Linked DNA regions of Mus musculus: region 2 is linked to region 1. A link is a contact called in public HiChIP or PLAC-seq data. All regions are on one chromosome and are shown on one strand. The core of a region is the stretch at or near the end of the contact, and the rest is flanking DNA. Distances in the headings are between cores, read along the strand shown.

Region 1 (6,917 bases), core at 2,335-4,834:
GAGGGTTAGTCTGTGATTCTATGGAAGTCTTGCTTTGTGCAAAGGGTCTTTGTACCAGTCCTATGAAGAATATGTTAAATATGTCTTGTGACAGAAAAACAGATCTGGGTTAGAGAAAAATACACACACACCCTGGCCTCACCATGTATTCTGTACAAAGTTTTCTGTAAAAAGTTCTCTTCACATAATCTATTTCCTGTCTTCATTGTCCTTTGCAGCTACATTTAAGTGATACATTGGCTATTTCCTGTCAAGTCAATGAAAGGAGAGTCCTCAGTCCAAGAATGACATTGGGGATGGGAAATAACTGGATGGAAGCTGAGCGATATGGATAGATCCAGGTTTGATCTGTCATGCATTGGTTGCTTCAAACTGAGAAAATCTTTTCCCTTTTCCAGATCTATGATTCCTCAACATAACATTACGTTACAGCTTCAATGTGTCTCTCAAAGTTTATGTGCTGAAAACTTAATCCCCAATAGTTTGGACATAAAGCCCAATAAGAGGTAGCCAGATCATAAGGGTTTTGCCTTCCTAGATGGATTGACATCATTATTACAGGAGTAGGCTACTTACTCTGACAGTGAATTTGTTATGTGAGTGAACCTGACTACCTTGATTTCCTACTCTCTCCTTCTCTCTTCCTCTCTCACCCTTCTGCTCTCCCCCATGAAATGATGCAATATAAAGCCCTTATCAGATATCATTGCTAAGCTCTTAAACTTTTCAGCTACCAGAACCATAAAGTTTATGTTCATTATAAGTTATCCAGATACTCTGTTAGAGACAAAAAATTGGTTATGACAAATAGGAACACCAAGTTGGACTTAATATTATGGTAATTTCACTGAGTTGTATTTGGTTGAGATGCTTTTGGTATGCCCAATGGTAGCCATGTGCTGTGGCTTATTCTTTCCTGCCTCTTGCCACATCCAGCTAGAACTTCAGATATTGCAATGCTCTATAAAAGTTGCAGTGGCCTCCAGCAAGCTTTCTGGAACCTAGACATTCCCAAAACCTTAAACTAGTCCACTATGGGAAAACTCAGCTAGGTATATAGTCAGAGGTCCCTTTATTTATTATAGCTTGCAATTTTCAAAATTTATCACTCTGCTAACCTATAACACTCTAAGTTCTTGTCTAAAAAACCCTGGTAGCCTAAAATTCTAAATCCATTGAAGGTCCAGATTTGTAATTACAAGTGTCTGTATAATAGCACTAACTCAATTTTTCTTTGCCCCCTGTGCCCAGGAGACTCAAAAACATGACAGGAGAACTTGTGAGTATGTGTGGCCAACTAAAACACATCTCTTCCCTTTCTCTACCCTTCTGCTGATGGTTGAAACTGCCACTACTGTTAATCATCATCAGTTAGCAGAATATGCCTGGCCTGGTCTGATTCTCACTGCAGAGGCCTCATGCATGCTGAATTCCTCACTGTTTCATATTCTATCATTCAATATCTTGATTATCCTTATTGCCAACTTTCAGAAAGTGGATAATTATGACTTTCTTACAATTTATGATTTTAGACATTAATAGTCCAGACAGATTAAGTTTTAGATTCTGAAACACTGTGATTCCAAGACAATAAGAAATGCCAGAAAACTGTTATCAGATGCTCTGGATGAAGAAGCATCCAGGGAAGTTGGATGTGAACAAGCTTCAGGAGGGAGTGATGGGTCTCAGGTGGGAACATGGCTGTATGGCAAGAATGTTACACTCCTAGAGTGAAGGAGAGAGAAATCAACCTCTTTTTTAAAAATAGAACACCAAGAAAAGCCACACCCTATAGGCTTCCGGAGCCCCTGCCAAGCAGTGAGGACAAGTTTAATATCTTCCAATCAAGTATGTTAGTTGCTTCACAAGTGATTGTAAATAAAAAAAATAGAAATGAGACTTAATGTCCAGAGTTATTAAAACTGTTTACAGCTATACATTTGAGTAGTTCTCCTCCCAGGGTTAAGGGTGAGCTCTCTCACCTCTTGCAGGCAAACCCTATATCTATCAGGGTTGCCATTTGGGTTGTTTGATTCTTCCCAGCTTAGCTACAAAGTACTCTGGATGTGGTGAGAGGTGGGAAGGTGTAATAGGCCTTAAAGCCATGGAAGTGATTTAGACAAGTGTTTAGAAACTGGAGCCTGGCCCACACCTCAGATTTTATAAGAAGCTCATGAGGGCTTACAGAAATTCTGAGCTGAACACATCCCAGAGCCAAGATCTCCATCTGTAGCCAGAAGCATCGAAATCTTAGCTTGGAAAAAACTGAAGGTGGAAGAGAGTGTTCTCAGTGCAGCAGGGCTGAGCCCTTGATGGAAAGAGCTGCAGTGTTGTAGAGATAAGTTTGAGCAAGTCCACCATTATCCAACCATCTGGTTTTACTGGGCATTCATGCAAATTCAGAAGCCAATGTGGGGGACAAGCAGGCCTTTTTTTTGAGAAGAGCCTATCCAGTATAAAACCAATTATCAGTTTAGTCTTCTCATATGTTACAACCTCATTGTGACTCTCACAGTCAAACGCTCTCTTTTCTTTGTAAACCCCACTGGATCCTTCACTATCCTATATCTCACAAGCCCTTTCGGTCTCCATATCTGTTCCCTAGCTACAATGCCTTTCCTGCTTCTTCAGTCACTCCCCCTCCATTAGGAGTCCTGCTCCAACTACTCATAAGACAGAGTGTGCTTCTCTTTCACACTTAAAGCACCGTCCTAGAACATTCCATTCCAATGCCGTGGCCCCACTAGGCTACACTCCTCATCTCAGTATCCCCAGTCTCTTCACAAGACCTGGATCAGAGATTCATTTGAGCTATCTGAAGACTTAGAGGAGTGAGACACGGAATAAACAGATGTATCTGTTCAGATCAGTGAAAGCAAGGTGACAACTAAATACCAGGACACAGAATAGAACTGTGTAAGCACTGATGGTGCTGAGCTCTGGCCTAACAAGATGTCCAGGCTTTGCACTGCTTGTTCCTCCCCTCATTTACACATGACTACAGGCAAGCTACCAAACTCCATGATCCTTCTCTGTACAATGAGAGTCACTGTGAGGGATGAGTTCTTAACTGGAATATGTACCAAAGAACAAGACTTCATCCCCCGCCCTGTCATTAATGAACACAAACAAGTCAAGAATAATACTGCTGCTGAGGGTTCAGGGTGAATAAGCCAGTATCTGCTAAATCTCCTGTTAGAAATTGTTATAATAAAGAGAAGGTAACAAATTCTTCAATCATGGGTTATGAAGAGAGGAGGAAACTACATACCAGATGTGTCATAGAAGAGAGAGACACACTGGTCTAGAACACTCTGGTTGAGCCTCACCATGACCTTAGGAGCCTCATTAAGAACAGGAAAATGAAACAAGGTGCCATTAGTGAACCTAGTCACTGGCACCCAGACCAATGTGATAGAAATGAGTCTCATATCACTCCGAATAAGCTCTTCACACTTTCTTCCTTCTTGGTCTTTCTCAGTTCTGGGCACACCAAGATAGCAAGTTCCAGATCCTGTCTTCTGAAGGTAATTCCAAGGTAATTCTTCTAGCCCTGCCTCAGAGCTTCCTGCCTCAGACCACTACAACTCACACCCTCTGTCCCAGGCAGAGAGTGTTTTGTGAGATTTGTAGCTGGATCCTGCCCCTCTGACCTACAGCCCTATAAAATAGCAAGCAGGAAAGAAAGGGGGGACAAAGCTAAGAACTAAGCACTGATGAAGATTGGAAGTGACTGGGGAGTCTAGGGGATTTATGTGTTAGGATCAAGATGGCCAAAGAGGCCAGACAGAGAGCAACAGCCCTGACGCCTCTGCCTGGTTGATAATTTATCCCAGAAATTAGAGACCTCTGTTTGCCACTCACACTGACTGGGTGGCTCTGGGTCCTCCCAGCTTACTGTCTGCAGGGACCCAGGCTGACTCATAAGTTTTGTTTTCCCAGACCAAACCCACATGTTTGATACTTCGTCAATTCTCTCCACATCTAAGATCTTGTCAGAGGTTCATCTTACACTCCCGGTGAGGCTGGCAGGATGGGGACCCTCAACCTCATTGGCCAAAGGAGAAAATTAAAGCTGACAGAGAGTGACTCATGCAGGATCACCCAGGGAATGGAGAGAATAAGCCATTGTTGGCTGATGTTACAGCTCCTATAGGTACACATTTCCCTTCTCATTCTCTCCCTTGGGGCCCAACCTACCCTCAAATTAACTTTTCTCAGCCAATGAGTCAATTCAACTAACCTCTACTGCAAAACAATATTTACTAAGAATCGAGGCAAACACAGAGATGAACAGGGTAAAGGCACATGCCCAAAACAAATACACCAATTTAGAATGCGTATTGTTGGTGATGATAAAGATCTCTATCCAATATAATAATCAGCATGGAAAAACAAAAGCTGAAGATAAATAAATAAAAGCTTTGGAAAGAAAGTGAGAGTAGAGGCAGTGCTGAGGTCAAGCACAAAGGAGCACTTCTAGTTGCTAGGTTCTTCGAAAGCAATTCACAGGTCATGAGGACGGTTCTTGAGCTGGACAGCATGCTAGCAAATGAGTTCTTGAATAGAAACACGTTCTTTTTTTTAAAAATGTATTTATTTTTATTCTTTAATCCTCTTTTACATCCAGACTTCATCCCCCTCCCGGTCTGCCCCCAGACTGCTCCCCACCCCAGCTCCAAGAGGATGTCCTCACCCTCCCTTCCCTACCCCACCAGGCCTCCCCACTCCCTGGGGCCTCAAGTCTCTTGAATTTTAGGTGTGTCTTCTCTCACTGAGGTTAGACCAGCAGAGGCAGTCCTCTGCTGTTTATGTGTCAGGGGCCTCATATCAGCTGTGTATGTTGCCTGGTTGGTGGCTCAGTGCTGACCCTGTGGTCTGGGTCCTTTGAGACTGCTGGTCTTCCCATGGGGCCATCTTCCTCCTCAGCTTCTTCTAGCTTTTCCCCAATTCAACCATAGGAGTCCCCAGCTTCTGTCCATTGGTTGGGTGCTAGTATCTGCATCTGACTCTTTCAGCTGCTTGTTGGGCGTCTCTGACGGGAGCCATGCTAGGCTCCTGTCTGCAAGTATTTCACAGCATCAGTAACCTCATCAGGGCCCTGGGCCTCCACTTGAACTGGATCCCCACTTGGACCTGTCACTGAACCTCCTTTCTCTCATGCTCTTCTCCATTTTTGTCCCTGCAGTTCCTTCAGACAGGAACAATTCTGGGTCAGAGCTTTTGACTGTGGGATGGCAACCCCATCCCTCCACTTGATGTCCTGTCTACTGAAGGTATTCTATAAATTTCCCTCCCTACTGTCACTGTAGAGCACCTCATCCAAGGTCCCTCAATTTGAGTCCTAAGAGTTTTTCACTTCCCAGGTATCCAGTATATTCTAGATATACCTACCACATACACCTACCTCCCAAGTTTGCCCATTTCCATTCTTTCTGCTGGCCCTCAGGGCTTCAGTCCTGTCTCTACTCCCACCCCCCATTACCTGATTATATTCCCCCTTCCTCTTCCTGTCTCCTCTCCCACCCAGATCCCTTCCTCCTCTGCCCCCCATGACTGCTTTCTTCTCCTTCTCACATGGGGTTGAGGCATCCAATAAGCATCCAACACACAGACTGAGTATTGATGTCCACAATCAGCTGTGTGATAAGCCTGTGAATATCATCTACCAATTGCAAGGGCAAATCGTCAGTCTGTATAGTAGGATTTTATAAAGCAAAAACAAAAAGAAACCCTGAAGTTTGAGAATCTGATTAAGCAGGATTTTTAATTCTAACTACAATTATAATTCCTAGAGTTTACTTCTTAGCCTCTCTGAACATGTTTTTTTTTTCACCCATTAAATAGAAACAGTAGTACCAGCCTCAGTGCTTTTTCCTGAAAAAAAAAAAAAAAAAAGCAAAGATAACTTTATAATTTAACCACATTAGTCTAGATTTCATGCAAGGTCCCAAGATAATAGATAACACATCCCAAACACAATGGAAGACCACCATGCAAGAACTGTCAAAGGTGGTGATGAAAACTGCTTTTGTGGTTCTTTGCTGACCACCCACCTCTGGCATATAAAGGAGGCGGAAGAAGCCAAAACTAAGTGGAGAGTTAGACAGGGGTTTTCTGGAAAGAGCTGTAAGTACTTTGCATATCTTTGTCCTCTCCCTCCCTTAACTCAAGCCTGAGGAAAGTGGCTGTAACGGGATCTTTGAAGGGCTTGATGTTTTCTCTATATTCAGGAGATATGGTGGACAGGAATCTTACTCCCACTGGTAAATATGAGAGGTTAGAGAGTAGCTGGCCAGATGTTCTAAATTCAGAGTAAAGGGAGGTTGCTGCATAGGAGACAACCTGCACTCTCAGAGTTCATCAAAGCAGAAAATATAGAAGTGCTTTTCTCAAAACTAGATCTGGACCACACATAGAAGTAAATGGTTTAAAGACCTGCTAGGCCCTGTCAAAGGACCATATGAAGCTAAATCCTTGGCTGAATGGGACTGGTGGTGCTAGAAGATGCCTAGCAGCTGGAAAGGAGTCTACAACACTCAGTAAGTAGAATAATGTTTGCCCACATCAGGAGAACCCCTGCATGGGATAGGGACATAGTACTCCAAAATAACAAAAACTCCCCAGGAGGGAACAAAATACCCATGGAAGGAGTTACAGAGACAAAGTTCAGAGCAGAGACTGAAGGAATGACTATCCAGAGACTGCCCCACCCAGGGGGTCCATCCCATAAACCACCACCAAACCCAAGACATGATTGCAGATGCCAACAAGAGCTTGCTGACAAGAGCCTGATATAGCTGTCTTCTGAGAGGCTCTGCCAGTGCCTAGCAAATACAGAAGTGGATGCTCACAGTCATCCATTGGACGGAGTACAGGGCCCCCAATTAAGGAGCTAGAGAAAGCACCCAAAGAGC
Region 2 (6,917 bases), core at 1,686-4,185, 330 kb after region 1:
GGAAAGGCATGAGAGATGGGGGGAGGGATGGGAAAACTGAAACCTAAAGCAGAAGAACGCAGGAGCTGGAGAAGAAGGCAAGACTTGGCAAGACTTGGCAGGTTAGGGACAGAGTGAACCCAGGAATAGTTTCAGAGGCAGAGCCCCCATCGTTGTATGCCAAGTTTAATTTAGACCCTGTGGGATCATGGGTAACAAAGTTCTTCCCCTCTGTAGCCCCCTCTCTGAAGAAAGAACAAAGCCCCTCCATGGACTCTCACATACTTCTCTAGATCTTGGAGAAATTAGGGTGTTGGTGGGCAAGATGGGAGTCAGCCAGAAGAACCCTCCAATCAGCAAATTTGGAAAGGGCATATCCCAGGAAGCTTGACTTGGCTAGGGTATCCCAGTCCCATCCCTACACAGCCTAAACACAGAGCTGAATTCTGGGTCACTGGGTGCAGGAGAAGACCTGGGCAGGGTCAATTTGGAGGCACATAGGTTCCCCATGTTAGAGTTAACAGGGTGAGCATGCATGAACCACCAGAGCCTTTTTGTCTGCTGCCCTCCAGCCCTGCATATTGCAGACACCCTGTGGCCTACATTTGTAAGTCACTCCAATCATTTAAGACCAACCCCCAAAGCGGTGTGGCAGGAAACATTTGTTAAACACTTCCACATCAAGTAAAACTCCGTCTGATCACAGTTCTGGGATTGCTGACTACATGAACTTGGGTAAACATCTTGCCTCCCTGAGCTTATGTTTGCCCACCAAAAGGCACGGCAAGAATGCTGTACAATAAGATACTTCCCATACCTAGCACAGGGCCTAGGGCATAGTCATTACTGAGCAATTAATAGCAATAATAATAACAGCAAATCCTGCCTTCTTTGCTTTCATTCTTTCCCAGCTCCCACTGGCCTCCCCCTCCCCCACCCCCACTCTGCAGCTAAACACGGATGGCACAGTGGTGATGTTTCCTATGTCATTTCTGTCCCTTGGATCAACTCTACACCTTGGCACTCTTCCCTTAAAGAGAGTTAAGAAGCTCGGAAACTGGAGCTGGGGTTTCTGCTCCCCCTTCCTCTCCCCGGGACCCAGGTTGTCCTCCTCGGGTACCCATAGGAGCACAATAAAGGCTGATTGGGCTAAATGGGCAATTTATGGCTTCTCTTTGAACAGGCCTTAGATGATTACCTTTTATGAGGCTTACACTTTAGACTCAAAACGTAAAACAGAAGCTCAGGCTAGGAAGCAAATAATGGGATATTTTATGTGCTGTTCTGGAACAAAAGTCCACAGCTTTATTGCGATGGCTGTAAAAAGAGCGTGATTGGAGAAGCTTTGATTGAGAAACACACATGGAAAGAACCGCAGGTCAGGAGACCGGAGGCTGTCCTGAGTTTCCCACCCTGTAGCACCACCTAGCCAGGCCTTATACTGTCTGTCTTCAAATGGCAAAACCAGGAACCACCCTCTGCACCATCCCCGCAGCAAGCCCTTCTCTATGATTCCTGAGTCCTCACATCTAAAATACCTTCTTCTCAGGGTTCACTGATTCTAAAACGTTGATTCTCCAGACATGACTAATCTAGGCTGCTCAAGTCACACTGTCTGAACCATCTCCGGATTCTAGAGTAGAAAGGGTGCAATGGTTGCAGGCACAGACCTAGAGCGTGGAGGCCTGGATTCAAGTTTCCACCCAGTGCTCATTAGAATGTGACTTAGGAAAAATCACAGTATATAATGAAAATAAAGATCAGCACAGTGGGATGAGGTGTTGGAGAGAAAGAGAAGAAACAGCTCACACAGGGGCTGCTGTTATGACTGACACGGAGAAATCTCTCTGAAGTTGAATGAGGTTGTTAGTGTTCAAACACTCAACGAATATAATGTCTCAAATAAAAGACCATCTAAAATATGCTGCCACATAGGAGTGTGCCTGAAATGTGTTCTGCAAGCCCAAAAATCCAGGAGCAGGGCTGTCAGCATAGCCATGGCCACCAGAGGGCAGGCTCTGGTTGCTGGTCTGCCAGCCCTGCGGGATCCAGGAACAGCACTGGGGCCAGTCCTTCTCCCCTCCTCCTGCTCTTTTAATTCTTTCCTCTTAGGGGACCAGAGATCAGAGGCATAGGGAGAAACTGTTGCAATTATTATGTTTTCCTGAAAACTCGAAACTAGCAATGCAAAATAAAAGGAGACCCTAAATGGTGTGTGATCTCTATGTGTGCAGTTTTAACACTGGGCTCCAGGCTGAGGCCTGGCCTAGGCTTTGGGGTCAGCATGTTGAAGGCTTCCCCAGCAGGTGATCCATTGTCCAGCTACCTAGTGTCTGACCCCCACCTCCATGTGATGCTGAGCTTAGAAAAGTTCGAGTGTCACACCCAGGCCATTCAGTGCAGAGACCAAGATTCAGGTGTGAACCTTCCAGAGACGGTGCTTTGTCCTAGATAAGCTGAGCCGAGCAGAGGCTAGCCCAGCTGAAGGAAACCAGGTAAGGAAGAGTGAGAGTCTGTTTTAGGAGTTCCTGGCTATTATATCTCTAAGACCATCCTTCAACTATTCTTGGGAAACGGATTTTAAAATGACACTCTGGGACCTTGCAGAGAAAGGATCTGACCCATTAAAGAGCTGGGGCCTGAAGTCAAGACATACCTAGGTACAGTACTAAACAGAAAGGATGCGGGCAATTGATAGTCTTCTGCGACCTTGGCCAAGGCCTGTTGGATGTCTGGCCTTCAGGTGACTATTCAGGACTAGGGTCAGTTGGGACAGCAGGAGAGGGCCTTGTGCTGGGGCACCCAGCGGGGCTCTTCCATGCCTGGGCAGCACTGTGGCCAATATTGACTTTTGTAAACACCATTTTGCACCGAGCTCAGGGCTAGGGCGGGGGCGCCCTGACCCGGGGGCGGAGGCAACGGCTCCGCATTTAGACGAGGCCATTAGCAGCGATCGATGGCTGCGCCGCGCGCTCTGGCCGCTGGGCGCTCCCAAATGAAGGTTAAGTTTGCTCTGCGCCCCTGCGAGGCAGGCCATGCGGCCGCATAATGGCCCCAGGACCGGCGGCGGCCCACATGCCCAGGTTAAGCTCAAGCGGCTTGGTGGGGAGGATGCAGAGAGAATGGAGCTTGTCGCTGCAGACACAGACAGGGAAGGCTGAGCAGGCATGCTTTAGAAATGTGAGCACCCTGGTCTGGCTCCCTGTGGGTCACTTGCTGGGCTCTTGTGGTACTTGTCTGATTGTTTGGTGTGTACTGGGCCTGTACCTTGGCTTCTGTGCACCTGTTGGAATGTATGGTCTGCGGTGTGTGTGTGTGTGTGTGTGTGTGTGTGTGTGTCCGTCCGTGTGTCCCTCCAGCCTGGTCCTGATCATCTAGAGGGGCTGCCTGGAACTCTGGAGCTAGCCTGTCTGGGAACCAAGAGGCCTGGATGCTACTTTTCTGACTGCCACCCCTCTCTATCCAGCCTAGATCTCATTCCTTAGAACCTGACGACCCTACCCTAGCCCGACAGGGACGTGTTCACACGTGTAGTTGTGAGTGCCTGGGCTGTGGGAGTAACTGGAGGCTGCGTGTGAAAGGGTATGGCTGTTCAGAAATGATGAGTCTGGTTCTGCAGCAGCTCCAGGCTGGAAAGTATCCCCTGGGCCCTGTTGAGCGTCTCTCTGTAACCTAGGCAGCTTTGTGCCACAAATCGACAGCTCAGAGCCAGGTTTCCTGGCAGTTTCATCTGTCAGCTCCACCTCAGATTGAGCACAGTTGCCACTTTGCATATTTAATGAGTGCCCCCAAAGTGCCAGTGTTTCGAAGCTGTCACATTAATTCTCATATTTACTCTTCTCTCCACTTTGTGCAAATGAGGAAATGGAGACTCGGAGAAGGGAACGAGTTGGCAAAACAATGAAAGCCGACCAGTGAAGGGAGTGGGGTTCAAACCGTGCTGCTTGTACCAGGTCCCTTCCTTGCACCTTGCTGGCCTGAGGCTGCGACCTTGGGCAACAGGCAATGTGAAGTGCCAGCTTCTTGGCAAGCTGCAGGAGGCTGTGTTCTAGAAGGCAGTCATCGGAATGTGATAGAGATAGGAAAGATTCCCCAGCCAGTCTCCCCACTAGAAGCTGAGTGCCTTATTAGCTACTTAGACAAAATCCTGGTTCTGCCATGGCCCAGACTCCCATCAACAGGAAAGTCTGGCAGACCGCTGAGCTCTGAGCAAAAGAGGTAACAGTTTGAGTAGGAAGGGTCATATACTAATTCCTAGGGACCTAAAAGAATATCTGTAGACATATTGTCACAGCAGATGACCTAACAGTATTGATGTCTTCTGCAATGGTTTTCCTGCAATGGTTGCAGAGAAGGGATATCCAAAGAAATATGAGGTTCGCTGTCTTTATATAGGGTGCTGGCTAGATGCCCTGGAACCAGGTTCTGTTTGAGTCTCTTTAAGACACAGTTAAAGAGGTCAGGTGCTCAGTGGTTTATGGCTTAGAATAGATGGACTTTTCAGTAGTGGCAGCTGAAGCCAAAGCACAGTGCAGAGTGGGAAGCCACGGGCTAGCAACAAAGACAAGATCAAGCCAGCAGAGGTGAAGGCTGCAGATGGAACACAGGGCAGAGCCTAAGAGAAAGCGCTGCTGCTGAGCTCCCAGATTTAAGACAAATCTCTCTCCAGCCCATGCCTGCTCCATGGTGCCCAGCGAGGACAAAGTGCTCCAGGAGGACCACTAGCCACACACACCCCTCACTGCTCCAAGCTTCGTGGAGCAGCTCTCCCCACTCTGGAGAAAGGCACATGGTAGAATGGATAAGGCCTTGGAGCTTCCAGACCAGCTTCTTGTAGGCAGATACCCTCCGAGTGACTCATAGCTCTCTAGCTGCCAAATGGCATAGGAGCTACTGGCTTCGTATATACGGTGCTGGTCCAGTGACGTGATGCATCACAACCTGTGGCTCATAAGGAACACTAGATAAACAGAAGCTCTCATCCTCTGAGCTTAGATCCAGCTGGATCAACAGGGTCTGCTCTGTCTCTTTCTTCCATCCAGTCTGTGAACTTATCCACCTCAGCTTCACCAGAGCCTGACCTTCAGGAAGGCTCAGTGCGACGAGAGCCCAGGAACTTCTTGCATAAAGATGGATGGATCCAGGCCATGTGAGTGAGACCCAGAAGAACCCCGCCCCCACCCAAAAGTGCGAGGAGCCAGGGGAGGGAACAGAAAGACAGGGCAGACCTCAGGAGGGGCAACAGCTTGAACACATTTTTCCCAGTTGAGGAGGCTAGAGAATGACTTCTCTGCTGAACTTTGACCTCCGAGTCACATATCTTCTTTGAACTGTCAGGCAGCCCCCAGCCCTGTCACTCTCCATCTAAGCTAGGCCAAAAGTGAAACTCCAGCCCTGCCCTGCAGCAGTTCCCATGAGCTCTATGCCTGGATGTCTTATGTGTGGGAGTGGAGGGGGGGTTACACATATCTTCCAACCAAGACCCACTGCACATCCCTGGCCCAAGCTCAGCTCTAACAGCCTGAGGTCCACGATGGATTCTCTCCAGCCTGGAAAGAGAGAGTTAAGTCACAGTCCAGGACTGACCAGGAGTCCTGCTCCCCACCACACCTATAGGGACCTAGGGAACTTAGGGAGCTTTTCTCACCAAACTGTATGGGTTACAATTTGCCTGAAGAAAGGCATCCTGAGTGGGAGAATCATGTAGAGAATGAAAGTACACAGCTTGGCGTGTTTGCTTCCTTCCCTCAGATGGTGAGGAGGGGAGGCATGGGCTCTTGTCTCCCTTGTATCGCCAGTATCTCCTCTCACAGAAACTCGGGCATTGAAGCAGGGCAGGCATTATACCCTAGTTTTACTTGTAAGGAAGCCAGGGTTTATAAGATTAAGGGAGTCTATCCAAGAACAAGTGGCCTGGCTCCAAACTGGCAGAGCCAGGACTCTAATGTGACCAAGGCTCAGCATGCCTGGCTGCAGCGAGAGCAGAGCAAAGTGGACATCCCAGTGTTTCAAGCCCATAGCATCTGTTCTGCCTGCCAGCAAGCACAGGTCCTCCTGGCTCCTGGGAGGGAGTCTCCTTGCGAGAAGATGGAAGGGCCCATGATTCAATACTAGCTGAACCCAGAGTTCCTCTTTGTGTAAGCAGTCTCTGCATCTGGTCACACCTAGCATCCAGAAGTGTTCTGTAAATATCTGTTGAATGACTGAGGTCACAATTCTTTCTAGAACATTCATGAAAGAAGCAACAATGTGATAGAAATGGGAAAGCAAACATGGAAGATAGAGGTGGATTGATGTGAAAGATTCACTAAGTTTGTCATCTGAAGTTTTTCTCTTTTCTTCCTATCTTTCTTTTTTAACCTATTACCTTCCTTTACTATAACAGGCACTGGTGGTTTGAATGAGAAATGTCCCCCATGGGTACATATATTTGAACACTTGATTCCCCAGTTGGTAGTGCTGTTTGGGGAAGTGGAACCTTTAAAGGATGAAACCTTGCTAGAAGAACAACATCACTTTTGGGAGGATTTTGAGAGTTTATCCTGCATATCAAATATTTGCATTAAAATTTGTAGCAGTAGCAAAATTATAGTTATGATGTAGCAATAAAATAATTTTATCACGGGGAAGAGGTGTTTACATGAGAAACTGTATTAAAGGGTCACAGCGTTAGAAAAGTTTGAAAACCACTTGTTTCTAGCCTTGCCCTACTTCCTGCTCTGTCTTTGCTGCTTCCTGTATGCAAATGAGATGTGGTCAGCCTGCTGCTTCCTGTTTCTGCTGCCAAGAAGTAGGAACTGTTATAATTCCAATTATCAGATCTAGAAACAGAGACCAAGAAATTAAGTAGCGTTTTCAAAGTAATTTAATGGTGGGGCTGGGCCGGCAATATGATTAAGTGTGTAAAGAGGTTTGCTGCCAAACTTGAAGATTTGAGT

What was found. HiChIP or PLAC-seq counts read pairs in DNA pulled down with a chosen protein or histone mark.
Region 2: an H3K4me3 HiChIP or PLAC-seq map of neural tube shows a contact between it and region 1, with 5 times the contacts expected there. The contact joins two enhancer-like sites. A contact is called at or near these places in 3 of 15 datasets of contacts at CTCF or cohesin (the NIH/3T3 cell line and stem cell-derived epiblast-like cells), 4 of 484 Hi-C or Micro-C datasets (the F1.1 cell line, LSK cells, embryonic fibroblasts and 1 more) and 5 of 115 datasets of contacts at active chromatin or transcription factors (embryonic basal ganglia, embryonic limb bud, embryonic stem cells and 2 more).

The regions. Positions count from the first base shown.
Region 1 is chr4:114,318,072-114,324,988 of GRCm38.p6, forward strand. No RefSeq gene overlaps it. Among named protein-coding and RNA genes, the nearest start is that of Gm40228, 25 kb to the right of the region's middle. Within about 2 kb of position 3,585, at least 13 of the 459 cell types and tissues checked have an H3K27ac peak or open chromatin away from gene starts, as enhancers often do. A contact at or near this core is called in neural tube, where this site is marked.
Region 2 is chr4:114,645,901-114,652,817 of GRCm38.p6, forward strand. All of the region lies in intron 1 of Gm33655 (a long non-coding RNA gene), which reads right to left. Among named protein-coding and RNA genes, the nearest start is that of Gm12829, 31 kb to the right of the region's middle. Within about 2 kb of position 2,936, at least 38 of the 459 cell types and tissues checked have an H3K27ac peak or open chromatin away from gene starts, as enhancers often do. A contact at or near this core is called in neural tube, where this site is marked.